2 separate regions of the Anas platyrhynchos genome follow, and region 2 is linked to region 1. A link is a contact called in public Hi-C data. All regions are on one chromosome and are shown on one strand. Each heading gives the region's core, a stretch centred on a gene start, on an enhancer-like site or on the middle of the called end of the contact. The rest is flanking DNA. Distances are from core to core; before and after follow the strand shown.

Evidence for each region. Hi-C and Micro-C count contacts between places; a contact is called where the count stands out from the background.
Region 2: a Hi-C map of skeletal muscle shows a contact between it and region 1, with 5 times the contacts expected there. The contact joins the enhancer-like site here to the promoter of MAD2L2 in region 1. A contact is called at or near these places in 5 of 8 Hi-C or Micro-C datasets (F1 follicle, liver, skeletal muscle and 1 more).

The regions. Positions count from the first base shown.
Region 1 is chr22:5,243,538-5,246,890 of IASCAAS_PekinDuck_T2T, reverse strand. It overlaps MAD2L2 (mitotic arrest deficient 2 like 2), which reads left to right and starts at 1,663. Exons shown (of 9, transcript XM_072026979.1): 1 at 1,663-1,918. It overlaps DRAXIN (dorsal inhibitory axon guidance protein), which reads right to left and starts at 1,160. Exons shown (of 7, transcript XM_027443083.3): 1 at 1,005-1,160.
Region 2 is chr22:5,347,632-5,350,984 of IASCAAS_PekinDuck_T2T, reverse strand. All of the region lies in intron 2 of LOC113839717 (a long non-coding RNA gene), which reads right to left. Among named protein-coding and RNA genes, the nearest start is that of KIAA2013, 34 kb to the left of the region's middle. Within about 2 kb of position 1,689, at least 1 of the 8 cell types and tissues checked has an H3K27ac peak or open chromatin away from gene starts, as enhancers often do.

The sequences.
Region 1 (3,353 bases), core at 414-2,913:
CTAGTGACAAATGAGACACAGTCAATAGCAAAGGTCACTGCTCACCCGGCTGGAAAGCACCCGCCAGTGTGACGGGGAGGAGAGGGGCAGGTTTGGCCCAGTCCTCACCGTGGGGAGCGGTGGACGCGTCCCCAAGTGGCAGAACAGTTAGACTGTGCTTTCAACATTGTTCCTTGTGTGTCGTTCTCACTTTGAACCAAAACATGTAGGATTAATGCCTCCTTCTGCAAGGGAGAGGAGATGGAAATACAAAACCATTTCCATTAAATCCTCCGGTTGACGGAAGACTTCAGGTGTGAATTGGATAAATGTCACTTAAATCCTACATGATGAATTACCGGCTGTAATAAGCCATTAACGGAAGCCAAATTGATTTAATTCAGAAACGAGATCTCACTTTTATCACCAGAGGAAGAGCGGAGAACAAACCCGTGGGCACTCAGGGGCTCGGCGCGCAGTTTTGCAGACACAATGACGGGGGAAAAGCTTCCCTCACCCCTCGGCCACTTTGCTCAGCTCCGAACCAGGACGTACCCCCGGGGAGCTCAGCACCCACCTAGGCAAACGGCGGTGCCTCTGGTGCCAGGGCAGGGACCAGCCGTGTCCCAGCCGTGCCGGGAGGGAGGCGCACGGCGCTGCGCATCCTGCGCCCCGAGGGCGAGCGAAGCAGCGGGACAGTGAGCACCGGGAGGCTGCTGCCCGGCACGGCGACAATAGGCACATCCGAAGGGACCTCGCACCTCGGGAGGGTGCCCGGTTGTCCCCCAACCCCCCGGCTCCCAGCCCCGCGCGATGCCGCCGCCACCCGAGGCACCGCGAGCATCCCGGCGGCGGGGATGGGGATCCCCGACCCCCCGGCCTTTGTCTCCTCCGGGGCGCACGGAAAGTGGGGACGTGCCGCCCTCCCCTCGCCCCCCATCCCTGAGAAAGCAACGGGGAAAAAAAAACAAAAAAAAAAAAAGAAAAAGCTCGGGGGAGCATGGAGCATGCAGCCCGCTGCCTACCTGTCCGCAGCTCCTGGCGTGCGCCGAGCCCGGCAGGCAGGGCAGGGCCGGCAGGGGCTGTGCGTGCAGCGGGAGGGGAGGGGAGAGGGTCTGCGGGGGGGGGCAGGGGGTGTGCAAAGCCGGCAGGAGGAGGAGGAGGAGGAGGAGGAGACGATGGAGATGGGGGGGAGGCAGTGGGGGAATGCGCGGAGGAAGCGGGGACGCCGGGAATCCCGGGGGAGCGGGGTGCAGGGGGGGGTGCGCGGTGCGGGGGCCATGGTGCGAGGGAGGCGGAGGGGCGCGGGGGCTGCCGGCGGCAGCGGGGCACACAAAGGACGGAGACAAAGGCGGGGAAGCCCCGGCCGGGCCCCGCTCACCTGCCCGCCGTCGCCACGGGGGGGGGGGGCCGGCCCGGTTGTCCCGCTCCCCGCAGGGGGATCCCGGCGTTAGGGCAGCGGGGGGCGGGCGGCAGGCGGGCCCCGCTCCCTGCAGCCCCATAGCGGCGGTGGGGGCAGCTGCGGGACGCGAGGACCCCCCCCCCCCACACACAAGGGACGGGGACCGGGCTTGGGACCGGGACCGGCAGCGGGAGCAGCCCCGCGCCCCTCCTCCCGGTTTTCCCGCCACCAGGGGGCGCGCCACCTGCCCGCCGCATGACGTCACAGGCGCGCGCCGCCGCGCGGCCGGCAGCGCTGGGCACCGGGCGGGGGCGGGCGGCGGGAACCGGGGCAGCGGCGGGGCCCGGCCCGGGGCTGGGCTGGGCTGGGAGGGGAGGGCACCGGGCACCCGGCACCCCTCGGCCCGGCACGGCTCGGAGCGGCTCGGGGCTGACCGGCACCGCGCTCTCCTCCGCCGGGCACGGTGCGGCACGGGGCTGGCGGGCACCGGCGGTTCCTCGGCGCGGAACGGGCGGCTGCGAGCCCGGTAGGAGCCCGGTGGGGGTCCGCTGGGGGCTCAGGGGGGGCTCGGGGGGAGCGGCGGCACCTCGCACCGTGGGCGCGGGGAGGCAGGGAGAAAGGCAGGTGGGAAAAAGGCTCGGAAAGGGCGAGACCGGGGTACCCCCGGTAGCCGTGCGTGCCCTGAGGCTTTGTCCTCCGCGGGGCCGGCCCCGAGAGGAGGAGGAGGAGGAGAGGAGAGGAAGGCTCCTTTGGGCTTCTCCTTTTTCTCCTCCGAAGCCGTGAAAGGGGCAGGGCGCGGTGCAGCCTGATCCGGGAGGCCTGTGCTCGTTTCCCTGGGCTGGTGCAGGAGCCTGCGTAAAGGACAGCGCTGTCAAGATGACAGATTGCCAATTACGCGATGCTCCTGCCTCCTGTGCTGCGCTTTTCTTTCCCGAATCTCGTCTCTGAGGGGTTTGCTGGCTCCCAAAAAGCATCGTGAAGGACGTGCGGGCAGCCTAGTGCCTGCTCCTTGCTTGCTGTAGCCATCTCTCAGTGCGCTGCGTTATGCTGGGGAGCTGGGACTGCTGCTGCTGGGAAGGGACCCTGTGAAGAAATGAAATGCATCAAAAGGAAAAACACTGAAAGGAATAGGTGCAAGTCTGTTAGGGGCAGCGTTGCTCCGATCAGTTACTGATTAGAGTAGGTTAGAGTTTGCATGCATGGAGAATGACTAAAATAACGAAACGCACTAAAAATTGTGATAGGAAATTATCCGCGTTATAGCCTGAAACATGTCAGGTCCTGACGGCGGTGTATAACAAACTGTTGGAAAGTTGAGCCCCAGCATCTGCTGATTGATTGTTGGTACATGATACTCGTGTTGGCTACTGATGTGCTGCCCTTGTCACAAATTCCTGCAGGACAAATGCCAAATTAATTATATGGCTGTGCAGGGTTTGTATTCCTTGGGGTTTGAGAGAGGCTCCGAGGCTGTTGTTAGTGCATAGCAGATGGGTACCTGGGTTGGGTAGGTGGAAGGTGCAGATCCTGACCTGAATATTTTGTGGTGGTGTGAGAATAACTCCATAAAACTGAGATCTTGTGCTATAAGAGGATACAGAGCCTAGAAAAGGGGTATGTTCTAATATGTTACTAGAACATTTATGTGGCTTTTAAATAATAAGTAGTGTTCCCTGTGCTGCTAAGAAGTGGTTGTCTAAACTTGGCTAAGTTGTAGGAATTTTAAATCCTCTGTTCTTAACTGCGTCAAAAAAGAAGGGAGACAATGAAGAGCTGTGAACAGGGCAGATTTTTAAAGTAAAACACTATTAAAAAGAAAGATCAGAAATAAAGTTATGTGTAACTATTAACTTGAGCTGTAAACCAGAACACACCAAAGACGCTGTCTTCATTTTTTTTGCGCTATGGGTGACTTTTGACTACATGTTGCTGGTCATAAACGATGCTCAAATCTTTCACAGCGGGTCTTTGG
Region 2 (3,353 bases), core at 440-2,939, 100 kb before region 1:
AGCAGACCTTCTAAATCAATGGGCACTGTTGACACTGCCCAGAGATATTCCAGGATGCACAAGGTTGCAGAGAAAAACCTGGCAAATGTTACCCCAGCCAAAAGGACTTCAGAAACGTCCTTCTCAATGCCACCTCTTCTTACAGAAAGAGATATTCTGCAAAATCCATGATGAGTCCAGACCAACGCATCTAGTGGTGGATCTACACTTGGCCACCCACCAAAACACCTGACAGTCTGCTGTCCACACAGACATCATTTATACTCATTCATATATCACACACACACCACGTGCCTTCCCTAGACTGAACCACTCACACATTCTTACATAGTTATTAGAGGCTAAAGCTTGTGATAGAGCCACTCATCCTCTTCTGGTACTGTCTGTAGTTTGTTCATGAGTCAGACTGAAGTGGTCATTTTATCCAAAATTCTCAAGTTTCTAATCTGCTGGGGTGGATTTGTTTGCTTGGTTGGTTTGTGTGTGTTTCGTTTGAGTTTTTTAAACCTGAACTTGTTCTAATCGAACTTTGAGGCATTCACCAGAAGAGGTCACCACACACCTCAGTAATGACGGAGACAGACAACCCAAAGTAAGGAGGTTAGGTGGGATCTCACCAGACTGGTCGTCCAGTTTTGCTGGGGAAATCTCCCTCTGTGCTCAAAATAACTGGGGATATATAATGCCCATGCTGTCCAGGAATGGTTCCCTCTCTTCCTCCTGTCAGAGCTCATGAACTGGGGATTAATGCCTTAGTAGCCTTTCTTCTTCCAGCTGTGGTTTAGCTGCATGCTTTGCCACACAAAGAATTTTACCAACAGAGATCTCACGTAGCTCCCACTCAACGTGCCATCTCCCCACAGTAAGGAATAATATATATACCAATTAGATCTCAGTTTAAATATCAGAGGTATCTAACAAAGAGGAGGAAAGCAGTGTGAATACTTACAACCTGCCTGTGTAGACATCCCCACCTTTCCAAAACAACTATCCAGTAAGATTCTGTTCATCTCCCTGGAGATGAAGCTAAGCCTAAAATAACAGTTTGGGATGAGGACTTATGGAACATGAATACTTCTCTATGCATCTGCCGCTCACCACACACCAACCTTGTGCCATTGCTCCAAAAACCTCAGCTCATTTCCGAATTGTTTTTGATTTTACCAGTGTCTCCAAAACCTGGAAGGTTTGTTTCAGCTGTTCCTACAATGTTTGCTTAACCTTCACCCCCCCTTCTAACTTCTCACATTTATCTAATACAAAACCCCTCCCTTCTTGCTGTCATCCTGACATGATTAATCTGAGAAACTTCTCCAGTATTACAGCCTTTAACAGACTTCTGGGTTTTTCATACTTGGTCTCCAGCCATTTTCATGCTTCACCCACTTTACACTGCTCTACTACTGTTATTTACATCTACAGCTGAATCCATTCCTTCTCCACTTTTTCCTTTGAGAACTAAGGATTTCATCTGCTGCACCAGTGGGGGGGGGGGACGGGACGGGACTCTGTGTTTAAAGTACATTGGAAAAAGCAGCTGGCTTCTAGATGTCAAAAGAGTTTACAGAGAAATTGATATAACCATCAGCAACACTAGCACTGAGCAGAATCAGGGATCTTTAGAACCAAGCCACACAGCATGACCATTGAACCTAAGAATGCCCTTATGCACAAAGAAAAGGCTCCTTCGAGAGATGAATCACTGAAAGGGGGCCAGGAACACCCAGCAATGAATCACTGGATGTTGCACTTCTCTCTCTAATGTCATCCAAGCACCAACACTGGCAGATAATGAGAGGAATCAGAATTGAATCTTGGCAGCGACAGGCCAGATACAGAAGTCTCATGTGGCTGCTCTGTTTCCACTCCTGCTGTCACAGAGATCAGAATTGGGCCCACCTTCTCTCCCAGCAAGCAGCAGTGAGCAGAGCACTCAGCCATTTGACTAACACTGAGTACAGTCTGCAGCTATATCATCCCCTCCCTCACTGTTCTTTCCCTGCTAGGCTTCATTAGCATCAGCTGAATGTGATAAATGTGCCTGACAAACCTAATATTAAAATTTTGCCATCAAAACCCAATGCTGCAGAACCACCTATGACCTGCTGTGAAATGCCAGACTGCTGCCCTCCTTATCCTCAAGTGGCCCAGGCCCCTTCTCGTCCCAGAGGGTTACAGAGGAAAATATCCCTGCCTCACCTCATCAAAGAGATCAGTGAGCATTAATGAGAGCAGGTCAGATCAGGCAATGGCAAAATGCATTCCTGGGACCCCAGAGAAGAGCAGTGACAGCACAGAATCCCTCCTACTGGCTTTTTCAGTCCCTCAGGAAGTGTTGTTGGGCAGAAAGGTAGTATATTAATGCAGAGATGTTCTTCAACATCAATATGTGAATACTGTCATTTTTATTCCCTATGATGAATTAATATTCTCCCCCTTCTTACTCTATGGTGAAACATTGGGTAGTCATTTTTGAGAGAAGTTGCCCTACCTGAGTGAAACTGGAGGCAATACCACCAGCTTTCTGTCCAGGTGTCCTCTCGGATAGATGTAGAGACAAAAAATCCCCTCTCTATTTTCCAGCCTGGTCACACATGAGTCTGCTCTGCCAATTTGCTAACGTAACACCCTTGCTGCAGGATTCGTGAGCTCAGGACCTGCAACACCTTGCAGAGCAGGCTGAGGAGTTCTGTCTGCCTCATGCCCCTGTGCTGACATCCCTCACATGAGGGCTCCTGAGGAGAGCCCTCAAGGCTGCGACAGCAACATTGGCTGGATCAGTGAAGGAACAGGGCAAACTGAGGTAGAAGGATGGATTGAAGCCAGAGTCCAACTAGTCCAGGCTTTAACTCTGCCAAGGTGCCCTACCAGGCCGTTAGCAGAGAGAGGAAATGCATGCAGTAGGCCACTGTAGGATGACCTGCCCACCAGGGAAGTTCACGTTTGGGTTATTCCCCACAGACAGGCTATCAAAGATATTGGGAGATCAGAGCTCCTTCCACTACACAGTCCTAGCCATCCTTCAGATAATGGACCAAATTCTGCTCTGGATTGTGCTGATACAGATCCAGGGGACACATTCAGCTTTGTACCAGGTAAGTGAGCTCAGTAGTTTCTGTGCCCACTGCCTTTTCTGTGAGGAGAGCTATGGCTGCAGATCCCCCCGCACCCCCTCCTGCAACAGGGCCTTGCTATCAACAAAATCTAAGCTGAAGGCAGTAAAGTGCCAGAAGAGCAAGCAGAGCACCTGCGGCTGGGTAATTACCAGCCAAGCTCAGCTACTAAAAGACTCAGGACAGGGCAAAGGAGGGGAACAACCAGGGAATTGCTTGGATACCACAGCTAAATGTTAA